Regions from separate parts of the Sus scrofa genome. Here all the other regions are linked to region 2. A link is a contact called in public HiChIP or PLAC-seq and promoter capture Hi-C data. All regions are on one chromosome and are shown on one strand. Each heading gives the region's core, a stretch centred on a gene start, on an enhancer-like site or on the middle of the called end of the contact. The rest is flanking DNA. Distances are from core to core; before and after follow the strand shown.

The links. Promoter capture Hi-C pulls out the DNA fragments that hold promoters and counts their contacts. HiChIP or PLAC-seq counts read pairs in DNA pulled down with a chosen protein or histone mark.
Region 1: an H3K27ac HiChIP or PLAC-seq map of skeletal muscle shows a contact between it and region 2, with 4 times the contacts expected there. The contact joins the enhancer-like site here to the promoter of MYO10 in region 2. A contact is called at or near these places in 2 of 5 promoter capture datasets (fetal liver and liver), 10 of 47 Hi-C or Micro-C datasets (embryonic fibroblasts, fetal heart ventricle, fetal skeletal muscle and 5 more) and 1 of 2 datasets of contacts at active chromatin or transcription factors (skeletal muscle).
Region 3: a promoter capture Hi-C map of fetal skeletal muscle shows a contact between it and region 2, with 2.6 times the contacts expected there. The contact joins the enhancer-like site here to the promoter of MYO10 in region 2. A contact is called at or near these places in 2 of 5 promoter capture datasets (fetal liver and fetal skeletal muscle), 4 of 47 Hi-C or Micro-C datasets (fetal heart ventricle, fetal skeletal muscle, fibroblasts and 1 more) and 1 of 2 datasets of contacts at active chromatin or transcription factors (skeletal muscle).

The regions. Positions count from the first base shown.
Region 1 is chr16:6,019,508-6,024,446 of Sscrofa11.1, forward strand. The region is part of intron 4 of MYO10 (unconventional myosin-X); the gene reads right to left. Among named protein-coding and RNA genes, the nearest start is that of MYO10, 120 kb to the right of the region's middle. Within about 2 kb of position 3,639, at least 3 of the 83 cell types and tissues checked have an H3K27ac peak or open chromatin away from gene starts, as enhancers often do. A contact at or near this core is called in fetal skeletal muscle and skeletal muscle, where this site is marked.
Region 2 is chr16:6,143,803-6,148,101 of Sscrofa11.1, forward strand. MYO10 (unconventional myosin-X) reads right to left here and starts at 1,683. Exons shown (of 41, transcript XM_005672397.3): 1 at 1,144-1,683. The coding sequence starts at 1,164.
Region 3 is chr16:6,037,592-6,042,418 of Sscrofa11.1, forward strand. All of the region lies in intron 3 of MYO10 (unconventional myosin-X), which reads right to left. Among named protein-coding and RNA genes, the nearest start is that of MYO10, 110 kb to the right of the region's middle. Within about 2 kb of position 1,875, at least 24 of the 83 cell types and tissues checked have an H3K27ac peak or open chromatin away from gene starts, as enhancers often do. A contact at or near this core is called in fetal skeletal muscle and skeletal muscle, where this site is marked.

The sequences.
Region 1 (4,939 bases), core at 2,389-4,888, 120 kb before region 2:
TTTTAAGTTTAATTAGGTCCCATTTGTTTATTTTTGTTCTTATTTTCATTACTCTAGGGAGGTGGATCAAAAAAGATATTGCTGTAATTTATGTCAAAGAGTGTTCTGCCTATGTTTTCCTCTAAGAATTTTATAGTATCCGGTCTTATGTTTTGGTAAGCATCTTCTTTAAGCACATCTTTTTTGATATGTAAGTAAAACTTGAAACAAAAATAAAACTCAGATTTGTGCAACGGTAGTTCTCAAACTTGACTGCACGTGAGAATTACCTGCTATGTCTCTAATCCAAACCTAAAAAGGGTTGAGCTCGGTCACCAATATTTTTAAAAATTTTCCGGATGATTCTACTATGAAGCCAGGGTTGGGAAATAATACATACACTTGTACAGTTTCACATATTTCAGATAGGACTGCACCAGGAGATAAAAGAGGCAACTGGGGGGGGGGTGCAGAAGCTTTCCATGAACAAGGCAAAGAATAAATATAAATAAATCCCAAATTGTTAAAACCCAGAAACATGCTGGATGTCCCCAGATGTTGATGTCAAGGTAAGAGGACTCTCTGCAGGTAAACTCTTTTTTATTTTTTTTTCTTTTCACGACTGCACCTGCGGCATATGGACATTCCTAGGCTAGGGGTTGAATCAGAGCTACAGCTGCCAGCCTAAGCCACAGCCACAGCAGGATCCGAGCCACATCTGCCACCTACGCCACAACCTGCGGCAATGCGAGATCCTTTAACCCACTGAGCGAGGCCAAGGATTAAACCCGCATCCTCATGGACACTGTGTTGGGTCCTTAACCCCCTAAGCTACAATGGGAACTCCTCTACAGGTACACTTTTACCTAACTCTCCTCTTCCCCCTGCACTCCCAACCCCTGCCTGTGACTTTAACATTCCCCATGAAATCATTTACCAAGGGTCAAAGAATGTGATCCTTGAAGCAATGGGGCAAGAACAGCTCTGCAGGGGTCCATGTCCCCTCAGCAGCTATGTGCCCACCACGTGTCGGGCTGCACGAGGGCTGGGAGAACAGTTCAAATGGTCATGGACAGTATTTCCCACCCAGCTCCAGCAGGAGAGCCCAAGAGTCACACGCGATGGTTAATGCTGTCAAGTATAAATCTCAGGAGATGGGAGGATTCAGAATTTAGATGGAGGTAAAGGCTCAACAAAGACCCTTCTAAGAAACACCGCTTAGACTGAAATGCAGAGACATGCACAGGAGTAACTGGGTGAAGACTGAAGGATGGGGGTGGAAGGGGTGGCACCTGTGGGAGGAAACAGCCTGGTGCCTTGGGGGAATGAAAGGTCATGAGCCAGAGTCCCACTGAGAGGCCACTGCTCTCCAGTCAAGTATGGAACTGGTTCTTTCAATAGGGACAGGGAGAGAGGCTGGAGTTGCGTTTCATGGCCAGTGGCCAATGATGTAATCAATAATGCCTATGTAAGGAGGCCTCCATAAAACCCCAAAAGGATGGGGTTCAGAGAGCTTCTGGGTTGGGGAACATATGGAGGTGGAACACAGCACCCTGGAGAGAGCCTGGGAGACCTGCACACCGGCTGTGCATCTCATTCACCTGCTTCCTGAGCTGCATCCTTTTATACCTCAGTGGTAATCTAGTAAGATGTGTGAGCTCTGTGGGCTGCTTGAACAAATTCACTAAAACCCAAGGAGGGGGTCCTTGAAAGCTCTAGGGTAGAGCTGGTTGGTCAGAAGCACAGGGGACAAAGCAAAAAAAAAAAAAAAAAAAAAGGGAGTTCCCATTGTGGCTAAGCAAGTTAAGAATCCAACTAGGGGCGAGTTCCCGTTGCGGCACAGCAGAAACAAATCCAACTAGGAACTATGAGGTTGTGGGTTGGATCCCTGGCCTCGGTCAGTGGGTTAAGGATTCAATGTTGCCATGAGCTGTGGTGTAAGTCGAAGACATGGCTCAGATCTAGCGTGGCTGTGGCTCTGGCGTAGGCCGGCAGCTACAGCTCCAATTGGATACTTAGCCTGGGAACCTCCACATGCCTCAGGGGCGGCCCTAAAAAGACAAAAGACAATAAAAGAAAATAAAAAAGAATCCAACTAGGATCCAAGAGAATGTGATCCACCCCTGGCCTCACTCAGTGAGTTAAGGATCCAGTGTTGCCATAAGTTGTGGGATAGGTCACAGATGCAGCTCGGATCTGGTGTTGCTGTGGCTATGGTGTAGACCTCAGCTGCAGCTCCAATTTGACCCTAGCCTGGAAACTTCCATATGCCACAGGTGTGGCCCTAAAAAACAAACAAAAAGCACAGGGCACAACAGACTGGCAACTGTACTAGAGAGCTTGCCTTCTTGTGGGACCAAGCCCTTTACCTGTGGAATCTGATGCTAGCTTCTGGAAGACAGAGACAGAACTGAGTTAATGCTTGGTGAACTTGATAATAACCTACTACATAATATACAGCATAAATATTATAGCATTATAATGATATAATGACCAGGTAGCTACTTCTTTGCTTATCGTATTGCACAGCTATGACACCGAAACAAACTTCAGGATTGAAAACAAAATATAACACCAGTAAAATCCAAGTTAACAAGCCTAATTTAACCCCCTGGTTAATGCTGTTTTGCTCAAACTGAGGCATGCACTCTGCTCTGCGACTACCTGTTCTCTCAGGAGTCTGGCAGCCTCTTCAACCACGAGCACTATCGTTCCTTTATTTATCTCACCCCATTCCTTTATTCCCAGCATGATAAGACAGTGACTTGTGCAGCAATTATGACGTTAGTTTATCTGCACTTCACAGCAAACACATCACTTACACGTCCAGTCCTGCAGCTGTCCCATTCGCCCATGGCAATTACAGTCCCAACCCTTGGCGCCAACACAACCACAAAGGCAAACACGGGCTTTGGGGAAAATGCATGCACCCAGATGAACCCAAGCGAGCTGATACTGTTTAAAAAAACAAAAAAAAAAAACTATAGAGATAACAGTGAAGGTGAAAAAGGGAAAGAAAAGTAAACCTGGAGTTCCCGTTGTGGCGCAGTGGTTAACGAATCCGACTAGGAACCATGAGGTTGCGGGTTCGATCCCTGCCCTTGCTCAGTGGGTTAATGATCCAGCATTGCCGTGAGCTGTGGTGTAGGTCGCAGACGCGACCGCTCGGATCCCGCGTTGCTGTGGCCCTGGCGTAGGCCAGTGGCTACAGCTCCGATTCGACCCTGGCCTGGGAACCTCCATATGCCGCGGAAGCGGCCCAAGAAATAGCAAAAAAAAAAAAAAAAAGAAAGAAAAGTAAACCAAAGCACTGATGGGAGGCCTCAGAGGCTGTATTCAAAGTTTTGAGAATTTTTTGTAGGCAGAAGAGCAAGTCACACGGCAGTTTTTAAGCAGGGCAAGGTCATGATCAGGTTTACAGTTTTAGAGAATCACTGGGTGCGAAGGACGAAGTGTGGGGGCTGGACGGAGGGAGGGCGGAGAAGAAGCAGGAAGTGAGGGCAGAAGGGCAATGAGAGAGTAGACGGGAAGGGCCCCCAACAGATCGTGGAGGGAGAAGGGAGGGCACGGCTGATGGCCCCGGTCTGGGTGGTTGGTGAGTGACAGGGAGGCTGGGGGACAACTTGGGACAGCCCAGGAAGCTTGCCAGTCAGCGTGCTGACCTCGGCACTGGGAACACCGCTGGGCACGTCTGTCAACGCTCACACTGTAAACATGAGACCAGTATACTTTACTGCATATGGTTTCACCTACTTATTGCGGAGGGGGGTGACGTCTAGATCCAAGGACGACTTCCCCATCTCAGGCTTGGGACCTGGTAGAATGGAGAGTCCACTTGCTGGGGTGGAGAAGCAGGGGAGAAGGAAGACGTTTCAGGAGAAAATTAGGATGAACTGAGGTGGGGCCACGCCCGAGATGTCTGTCAGAGGCTCTGTGACGATGCTCTGGGCCACCTGGATGCACACCTGCAACTCACGAGAAGCTGGCAGGAGGGGCGTCTGAGTCTGGGGAGGCTTGCAGCCACAGAGAAGGAGAGGCAGCTGGGGTCAGAAGACATCCCACGTGGAAGACAATGGAGGAACCCAGAGAACGAGGAAGAAACCAGAATGATGGAGCAGCTGGAAGGAGCCGGGCAGCGTATGGGAGGGAGTGTGGAGCCAAAGATACATCTTTTCTTTTTCCCCAAGACGAACATTCTAGAAATTTTTGAATGATAATGCTGACGATTCACAAGAAAAGGAGAGGTCGGAGAATCAGGAGCAGAGAGGGTCAAAGATGGAGTAAAGTCCCCAAGAAAGCAGGGAGGAGGGATCAAAACACACCTGGAGAAAAGGACCTCTGGAGGCAATAGGGGCCTTTATCCACCCTGCAGGCCCATCTCCTTCCAGTGCAGGTGTCAATCATGACCCCAAACCTGCCCTCCTGCCTGTTCTTGTCAATAAAGTTTTATTAGAACACTGCATTCCAGGGCAAGGATGATGAAGCAGTTGTAACAGAGACGATCTCATCCATTGATCATTAAAATACGTATGTCCTCCTGGCCTTAATAGGACAGCTTTGCTGACACCTGGCATTTTCCATCCTACGAATCACATTCCCGATTCACTTGATTTTCTCAAAACAGACACCGATGACTCCGTTGCTGCCAGAAGACTCAGGAAGCTCCTCTAGTGTCTGGAGGATCCACTCTGAAGCTCTTAGTAAGCAGGACAAAGCCGTTACGGTGAGGCCCTGGACCAGGAAGTAGGATTCTGTTCTGAAACTAACACAGGGAGACGCAAGTTCAAGTCCTGTGTCCGCTGCTCACACTCAAGCATCCTTGGCAAGTTGCTCAACAGCTCCAGACCTCAGCTTCCCTGCAGGAAAGGCTTCTTATCGTTCTTAAGGAATGGCAGCTCCCTTCTTTGCGTTTCGAACCCCATGTCCTTCTGTCCTTAACAAATCCCACGTGCTACAGGCC
Region 2 (4,299 bases), core at 433-2,932:
TATTTATAATCAGTGGGCATCCAGAAAGTACAATCACTTGAAATAATGTATCTAATTAAACTGATAAAGTTAGCCAAAAGAGATGCAAACCTTCACCAATCTAATATTCTGGAAGATTCCAAAACTGTCCTTGATTTACAAAACATCCCCTGGCTTTCAGTGAAAGTCACATCAGGCTCCTTAAGTCAACTAAGTTTACTTTGAGCCACTTCAAACCTCAAACTTAAATAGAATTTATTAAATAAACACAACCAAGAAAGGAAAGGGAGCCAAGAAACTACAGTAACTCTCGGTCCTGGGGGGGAAAAAAAGGAGGTTCTCAAGACAGAGATTTCAAGTAACTGTGGTGTCCCGCCCTCCATGACCCTAAAAGGAACATCAGTTTAATCTTTAAAAATAACCAATGTTCGCTCTAAACGCTTTTCTTTACATTCGAATTTAAAATCTACAAAAACAGTCCGCACAAATTCCTACTCTTTTTGTCTCCCTGTCCGGAATGATCTCAGATCCTAAAAAGAGCACTTCTTGGTGAGCATTAGAACCTAGACTCCAAAGGTCCGACAGGCAGAAAACACAGTGAATGATTAAACCCTCGCCTCCCCCTTCTCACACTTCATTAAGCCGTCTCCACTGGAAGTGTTTGCACCCCTCTCACAGGAAGCCGGCACGTTTTGCAAAGGAAATACCAAACCAGACCCTTTCTTGGAGAAAGGCACGTCCCCGATGAATATTTTATTGGGCACCCTGGAAGTGGGGCATGCAGACCTCCCGGCCAGGCCCCTCGTCCGCCGCCTCACCTAGCGCCGGGCGCCGTTGGGACACCCGGGGAGCCGGCCACTCCTGCAAAAGGACGCTCACCTTCGCTCACCGGAGCCAAGTTGAGAGCACGGGACAAAATAAAACCTGCCTCGGCTTACTCAGCCGGAGACTCCCCGGGGGTTGATTTCTGACGACTCCCAAAAAGTTTCGCCCTCTCGGGTTTAGCGCGCGCGGTAGCAAGTGTGCGCGCTGCGCCGCGGGCACATCCCTCCCTCCCCGGAGGCCAGGTCTGGGCAGGAAGGGAGCCCGCGCCCGGCTCCCGGAACGCAGCCCGAGCTGGGCCAGGACGCCGGCGTCCGCCCTCCCGGCCGCTAGCGCACTCACCTCGGGAAAGAAGTTGTCCATTGTTCCCGTGCGCTCCCCAACTTGCCCGAGTCCGGCTTCCAGCTCGAGGAAGTCAGCCCAACAGAAGGTCCGGGGAAACCATGCGTGTCACGGCGCGATTCCCAGCAACTTGACCCCGCGGAGCTCCCCCACTGCCATCGCTTTTTCCCCTTATTGTCTTTCGCACCTTTTGTTTGCCCAAACCCAAGTCTCTAACTCATTCGTCCCAACTGCAGCCTTTGTCTCTTTCTCCAAGTTCCTCACTCCTGGGCGCTGCGCTAGCAAGCGGAGAACAGCTGGTGGCACATTCTTCCCCCGCGGCTGGGGGAGGGTGGCGGGGAGCTGGGGAGCGCGCCCCCTCCCTCTGCCCTCCGGCGGGAGGCGCTCGGGGCGGGCAGGGGAACAGCGGCCACAAAGCGAGCCCGGAGTTGCTCTCCCCGCGCGAGCACTGCAGCGGTGAATATTCGGGCGCCAGGGCTCAACCGGCTCACAGCCGCACGGAGACTTGCGGACAGGAGCGCACGGCCAGCCCCGCCCGCTCGTCCGGCCCCGCCCACTCGCTCCCCTCGCCCCGCCCCACCGAGCGCTGAGCCCCGCCCACCCTGCCCGGTCTGCCACGCCACGCCACGCCCCTGCAGGAGCCCACTCCTCCCCGCGCTTCCGCAGGGTTCTGCCCCACCCGGCGGCGCACCCCGCCCCCATCTTCTCCGGGTCCCCTCCCACCCTGCTCCTCCGGCTGCCTCAGGCTCCGAGGCGGGCGGGGAAGGCGGGGCCTGATAGGCTCCCCTTACATCCCCGCCCTTCCGCCTCCCAGCCTCCCCACCTAGTTGAGGGCGGGGGAGTTGACTCTTCCTTCTGGTGATAGAGACCAAATAGTCACCGAGGAGGAGGGGTTGGGGGACTTTTTTGTGTGCCTTTGATCTTTGGCAGACCCTGGAACCGGCTAAGCACGGATCTCATTAATGCGTCGGCAGATGAGCGACCCAGGCAATGGAAGCGTGGTCCGCGAAGCTGCCCTGGCTGTTGGGCCAAATCAAAGCGGAGAACCGAGGCTAATCAGAATTTCTGGAAGCTGCCTTCCCGTGTGGAGTTTCTCTCCTGCTGTTAGGTTAAAAGACTTTTTCATTGGAGCCAGAAAATGTAGTTTTGTAAATTGGAAGAGGACGTGGCCAATTGCACCCTAAAAATGTAACCCTTTCCTGGACCTAAAGGAAGCAGATAGCCAAACGGAAGGGAGATGAATGAAGGCTCAACCCTTCCCCCCGCCCCGGTACTGAGTGTTAGTTTCCTCTAGGGCAGGTCCTCAAACTTTAGAGTGCACAGGAATCACCTGCGAATCTTGTTGAGCTGCAGGTCGGAATTCTGTGGGGTGAGAATCCATAAGCTGCATTTTCAGCAGGCTTTCAGGTGCTTTCGGACACCCAACCTTGTACTGTTTTGCAAACTGTTTGGAACCTGTCTGTAATGAGGGGAGAAATTGAGAGCAAAGGTTTAGACACTTTTGTAGCAATTTCAAAATGCCGCTGATATACAAGCACGTGATCGGTGAACGCTTTGAACCGAGTGCAAACCATTTTGGGTATTGTCAGACTCGTAGTAAGTCATACCTGGCACTCCAGGGTTGTCCTATGGGTACTTGACAGATTGGGGAGGGGAAAAACAAACAAACAAACAAAAAAACAAAAACACGGCTGGTTCTTCACCACAAATGGTTTGAGAAGCTCTCTCTAGGGGATTTGCCAACTGCTACTCATCCTTTAAAACTCAAGTCGAAAAGTCACATCTTCAAGGGGAAGCTTGCCCAGAGATGCCCAGCCATTCATCATAATTCCAGCTCCACCTAACCACTGGGTGTGGCTTATTCCTAAGGCTACTGGAGAAACTATGGCGTATTGAGGTAAACCTACATCATGTCCAGGGGTTTTTATTGGTGTCCTACTCATCTTCAGTTGGCAGAGTCAAAGCTCAAGAGAGGAAACTGTGGAGCTCCTGCTGTGGCTCAGCAGGTTAAGAACCTCGCAGTATCCATGAGGATGTGGGATTGGTCACTGGCCTCAGTAAGTGGATTAAGGATCTGTTGTTGCCGCAAACTGCAGTGTGAGTCACAGATGCTCCTCGGATCTGGTGCTGCTGTGGCTGTGGCTTAGGTGGGCAGAAGCAGCACCATGTCGACCCCTAGCCTGGGAACTTCCATAGGCCACAGGTACAGCCCTAAAAAGAAAAAAAAAAGGGGGGGGGGACTGTTCTTTCAAATTGGTATCCCCAACCTGTCTCAGAGAATGAATGAATGAAGCATCTCTCTGTAAACCTCCTGTGAAAATTTAAGTGTGTTTGTAACCTATCTCAGCATTAATATCATTGTGTCCACTCCACTTTGCTTTGGAAAGGGTCAAGGTGGATTAATTTTTGATACAGTGCTTTGGGATTGCCCTGTTTCACAGTTTTACACAAGTAAGCCATTAATGATTGTGTGCCAGGTGGGTCAGAGTGTTAAGATGAAGCCCAGGATAAAGACCAACCATCCCAGGCACCAATCAAAGTGCTTAGTCAAATGAGTCCCACTGCCACCTGTGTTCAGATACTGTCACAGAACAATTAGAGTCATTATGATGGTAATCTGTAAAGAACATCTTTCAAGAGAAAGTAGTACCACCAGGCAGCTTGTTCAAGTGTGGGTGTGGCTTGGCTACCAGCATTAGCCCAGCCTTGGCCATGTCATTTCAGTCACTTTCCAATACTGGCTCATCAACTGTAGCAACTGTGCCACCCTAATATAGCATGCTAACAATAGAAGAAACTGGGATACCCTCAGTTTTTCTATAAAGGCAGAACTGCTCAAGAAAATAGAGTATTAATTTTTAAAAAGTCACTTCCCTATTGATTAGGAAGATACGGTTAAGAGAGTTCCCTTTGTGGCTCAGTGGTAATGAACCTGACTAGTAGCCATAAGGACTCAGGTTCTCTCCCTGACCGCGCTAAGCGGGTTAGGGATCCCGCGTTGCTGTGAGCTGTGGCGTGGGTCACAGACACAGCTCAGATCTGGTGTTGCTGTGGTGCAGGCCAGCAGCTGCAGCTCCAATTCAGCCCCTAGCCTGGGAACTCCATATGCCTTGGATGTGGCCCTAAAAAGACAAAAAAAAAAAAAAGAGATACGGT
Region 3 (4,827 bases), core at 625-3,124, 110 kb before region 2:
CCACATCTTCACGGAGACTATGTCAGGTCCTTAAGCTGCTGAGGCACAGTGGGAACTCCAGGAATCATTTTCTGACCCCCTCTCACCTCCTCCTCTGAGGGGTCACTCTATCTGTCCCAGTATTTTGATCACACTCATTGCCCTAAGCTATTGTCAAAGGATTGCTGTGTCTGCCTCCACCAGTAAACCAGGAGATCCCAGAAGGGCAGTGCCTTTCACTTATTCAATCTTTCAAGACACGGTTACTGGGAACAAGAGTAATTTTGCATCCTTGGAGCCTCACACACAGCCTGGCCCACATGCAGGGCAGAATCCATGGAGGCATGTCAGGATCACTTCAACTATCAATCCACCAATTAAGTTCCCGCTTTAACTGTGTGCAGTGCCCCCTTCCCCCACCTCTGCCCTCACAAAGCTGTTTGCCGTCACTGTTCCAGGCAAACAATCAAAACAGTTAAGCGTTCAAGTTCGCTGAAAAGAAAGCTAGAGATCACAGCCAACAACTCGAGAAGTTACTCGAGTCAAGCTCTTAAATTTAGAAGTGACATTTGTTTAATTGGAGTGAATTTCTGACTCACACTCCCTCCTTGTTGAAAGGAGTCTGACCCAAAAGAGGCAGGAAAGAGAAGAAAAAAAAAAAAAATTAACAAAAACAAAGTTCCTAATTGCCAGCATCATGTGCTGATGTGGAAATGGCAACTCGAGAGCATAAATGTTTGGTAAAGTTTAAAAATACATAGAGTCAGACAGATGGTTACAATCATCTTTTGGCAACACCAGTCTTGATTTCATGTGAAGAAAAAAAAAAAAAAAAAAAAAAAAAGCCAACCCTGACAAACCACACTGTATTCAGCTGTTCCCGGTATGAGACAAACGCAAAGCCCACTAGCCATCCGGTGAGGGGCACCCTGTTACTTGACACTGGCTTTGAAAGGGGACGGAAAACAACTCCCCCAAAAAGCCACTGTGGGAAGACAGGACTCAAGGAAATGAATCGCAGGTTTAAATTTGCAGGCGCACATCAGCGAACCCCAGGCCCTGGTGTGCCCACTGTCAACACCGCAGGCAGCCTGCCACCTCCCCGCAGGCTTCCAAGTTAATTCAGGAACAACAGCAAACACGTCTACAGACTCGGTCTGGAATGGCCACCTAACCAGAGGAGGATATTTTCAGGACAGCCTCAAAATACATGAGCTGTGAAGCATCTTCGGTGCTGACACAAGCAGTTATCTTTAGACTCAGCCCCACTTCTTAAAATGGGCTCCTCTGATTCGCAGCTCCACCCCATTTGTTCAGCAAGACCAACAACCCACGGGGTGGGGTGGACCAGTTGGGGAGGACCAAGCCTGGCCTCCTCTGGAACCAGAGCCCCAGTGCCAACACTGCGGCAGGGCTCTGAGGTTCCCAGAGGCCCTCTCCCTGATGTGGTTTCCAGTCATTCCCACGAGCTGGGCGAGGAGGCTCCCGCATCACCTTAAGCCAGGGCGCCACAAACCCCACAGCGAGAGCCCGTGTCTTCCTCTTCCACTGGGCAGAAAACTGCGGCATCACACAGAGCCTTGCTCCACCCTGAACACAGCTGATGGTCACCGTGACACACACCTCCTCTGCTCTGTCCTCGCCGTGCTCAGAGGCCAGGTACCAAACCCGAAATGATCCAGACTCTGGAGAACACAAGGCAACAGGCACCCCAAACCCAGCTGGTTTCTCAACCCTCCTCTCCTGCGGGAGCTGCCTGGGCTGTTGGCAACAGGCTCTCCTAGCCAGGGGTCCCTGACCAGGTTGGGAGTCACCACAGGCAGCCCTGCCTCCTTCACACACAGCCCCGGCCCCAGCACAGCTCCTGTTTCATTTCCTCTCGCTCATCGCCATCTCTGGTCCCAAACCCTCACCTCTTCTCTTCTGAATTATCACAACACTCTCTCAGCCCGGCACCCTCTATACAGTCTATCTCATCACTTCCCTTGGCAACCCTTCTAAGTGTTTCCTCGGGGAAATTCTCTCTTCATAAGCCTTTGACAGAGATGATGTCTTCAGAGTTCCTGCTGTGCCACAATGGAATGGGTGGTGAATCTGCAGTGCTGGGACGCAGGTTCGATCCCCAGCCCAGCACACTGGGTCAAGGATGAGGCGTTACCAGGGCTGTGGCACAGACTGCAATTGCAGCTTGGATCTGATCCCTGGCCCAGAACTCCATATGTTGAGGGATGGCCAAAATAAAATGGGTGGCCTCTCTACCACCAAGCCCAAATGCTGCTGACCAGCTTTAAGTCAGGAAGGGGTTCTCATAACTATGACATCTTGGGCCAGAAGGCTCTTTGCGGTGGGGCCATCCTGTGCACTGTGGGATGTTGGGCGGATCCCTGGCCTCTACCTACTAGATGCCATCAGCATCCTCTGCCCTGGCTATGGCAGCCCAAAGTGCCTCCAGATGCTGCCAAAGGCCCCCTGGGTCACCGCACGTGGTCGAGAACCATGGCTTTTAAGAGTGTCCTGACCCTTGCCTATCCACCACACTAACATCCGCTAATTGCTCCCCAACAAACAGCAGATTGCACAAGCAAAGGAGCCTTCTCCCACTTGAGTGAGGCCATCACACCCAATGCCTTCTCATCTCTCCATCTCCCTCGCCTTTGCTTCTAACCGACTCTAATTCCGCCTTTGTAGGGTCCGCACGGCCAGCTCCAGCATTCTCCAGCATTCTCCCCCCACCTCCCTGTTCCGCCTCCCCACTTCTGATCAACAACACAAATCCTGCCTCTCCAGGGACTTCCAGGTATGGGCACTTGTCCCCATCAGATCTCTTCAGTAGCAGGAAGAGACAAAGGTGGGTTGGACTCCTGAGAGCCTCTCCCCAGGGCCAGCCCCATGGTGGCAGAAAGCCCAGAGACAAGAGGTTTAGGGTGGAGTCCAGGTGGGGAACTGAGGTACGGAGCAGAGTTCTCATCCAGAGAGTCACTGGAGGGTGGAGAAGGCTGACAAGGTGGAGCATTGGGCACGAGAGCCTGGGGCTCCAGGAAGGGAATGGAGCACTGGGGTGTGAAGCAGGAGCTCCTGCAAGGCAGCTCCAGAAAGAGCAGAGCTGCTCGAACTCAAGCATCAGAGCCAAACAGGACCAGCAGCAAGGCTGGGGTCACAAAGACCCACAGACACTGATGCAGAAGTGTGCACAGCCTCTGTGCCCAGAAGGAGCTTTCCAAATAAAGGGCTGGTGGTATTGGGAGTTCCTGCTGCATCACAGCAGGTTAAGGATCGGACATTGCCCCAGCGAGGACATGGGTCTGATCTCGGGCCTTGCTCCGAGGATTAAGAACCTGGTGTCGCCACAAGCTCGGTATAAGTGGCAGATGCAGCTCGGATCGGGTGTTGCCATGGCTGTGGTGTAGGCCACAGCTGCAGTTCCAATTCAACTCCTGACCCAGGAACTTCCATATGCTGCAGGTGTGACCATAAAAAGAAACAAAATAAAATAGAAAAAGAGCTGGTGGTATTAGCAGTTCCCATTGTGGCACAGTGAGTTAAGAACCCAACTGCAGTAGCTCCTGTTGCTTTGGAGACACAGATTCCATGCCCAGCTGGGCACAGCAGGTTAAAGGACCTGGTATTGCTGCAGCTATGGATCAGATTCAATCCCTGGCCCCAAAACTTCTATATGCTGTGGATGCAGTCATTTGCAGGGGTGGGGTGGGGGGGTGGAGGCTGGTGGCATTAGATAAGTGGGGAGAGGGGTACAAAGGTTAGCAAAGTTCCTAAAGCCTTCCCGTGCCATTTTACTGTAACACAGCCCCATCAGTTATAGGGGTTGATCTTGTTTAAAAAACTGCTTTAAATGACATGGAAAATTGTGAAAACAAAGCTCAAGAGGAGGGGAGTAGAGAAAAGTGGGCCCAGTTTTGATATGTTTACTGAATGCTTGCTTTACCCCTTCACAGCTCTCCACCCACACTTTTTTTTTTTTTATGGCCACACCCACAGCATATGGAGGTTCCCAGGCTAGAGGTCAATTTGTAGCTGCAGCTTCCAGCCTATGCCACGGCTATGCAACGCCAGATCCAAGCCACGTCTGCAAGGTACACTACAGCTCACGGTAATGCTGGATCCCCAGCCGACTGAGCGAGGTCAGCGATCGAACCTGCATCCTGATGAATACTAGTCAGGTTTGTTTCTGCTGAGCCACGAGGGGAACTCCTCCACCCACACTGTAGTAGAGGATACTAAATGCTAGAAGGAATATTTGACTGGGGTCTGGTAATGTCCTCAGACAATAAGGCTGGCCCTCAAGGGGAAAAAAAAAAAAAAAAGTTAATGGTCCTTCTTAGCACAAAACAAAAGACCCCTCCTACCATAGATGGGTCTGCTTACCAGCAACCTGTGTCACTGAGACCAGACAGCTGGCAAATAATGCAAGATCCAGAGTGCTGGGGAAGCGCCACCCCAGTAGTATGAATCAGAGGAGGGCACCTGGCAGGCAGAGTGACAGCCACTCCCTGCCCCACCAACCCCCAGAACCACAGACTGGGTGCGCCCAGACCAGGTCACACCTAATCCCCAGAACCTGTGACTACAGTCATGTGATACTGCAGGCAAAGGGACTCTGAAGATAGGGTTAAAGCTATAAACGCTGATACTGGGGATTATCCAGGTGAGCTCAATCTAATCACACAATCTTTAAAAGCTGAGAACCTTCAGGGAGTTCCCCCTGTGGCACATAGCAGGTTGAGGACCCAGCTTATCTCCGTTAGGGATGCAAGTCAATCTCTGGCCTAGCCCAGTGGGTTAAGGACCTGGCATTGCTGCGTCTGTAGCATGGGTCTCAGCTTCAGCTCA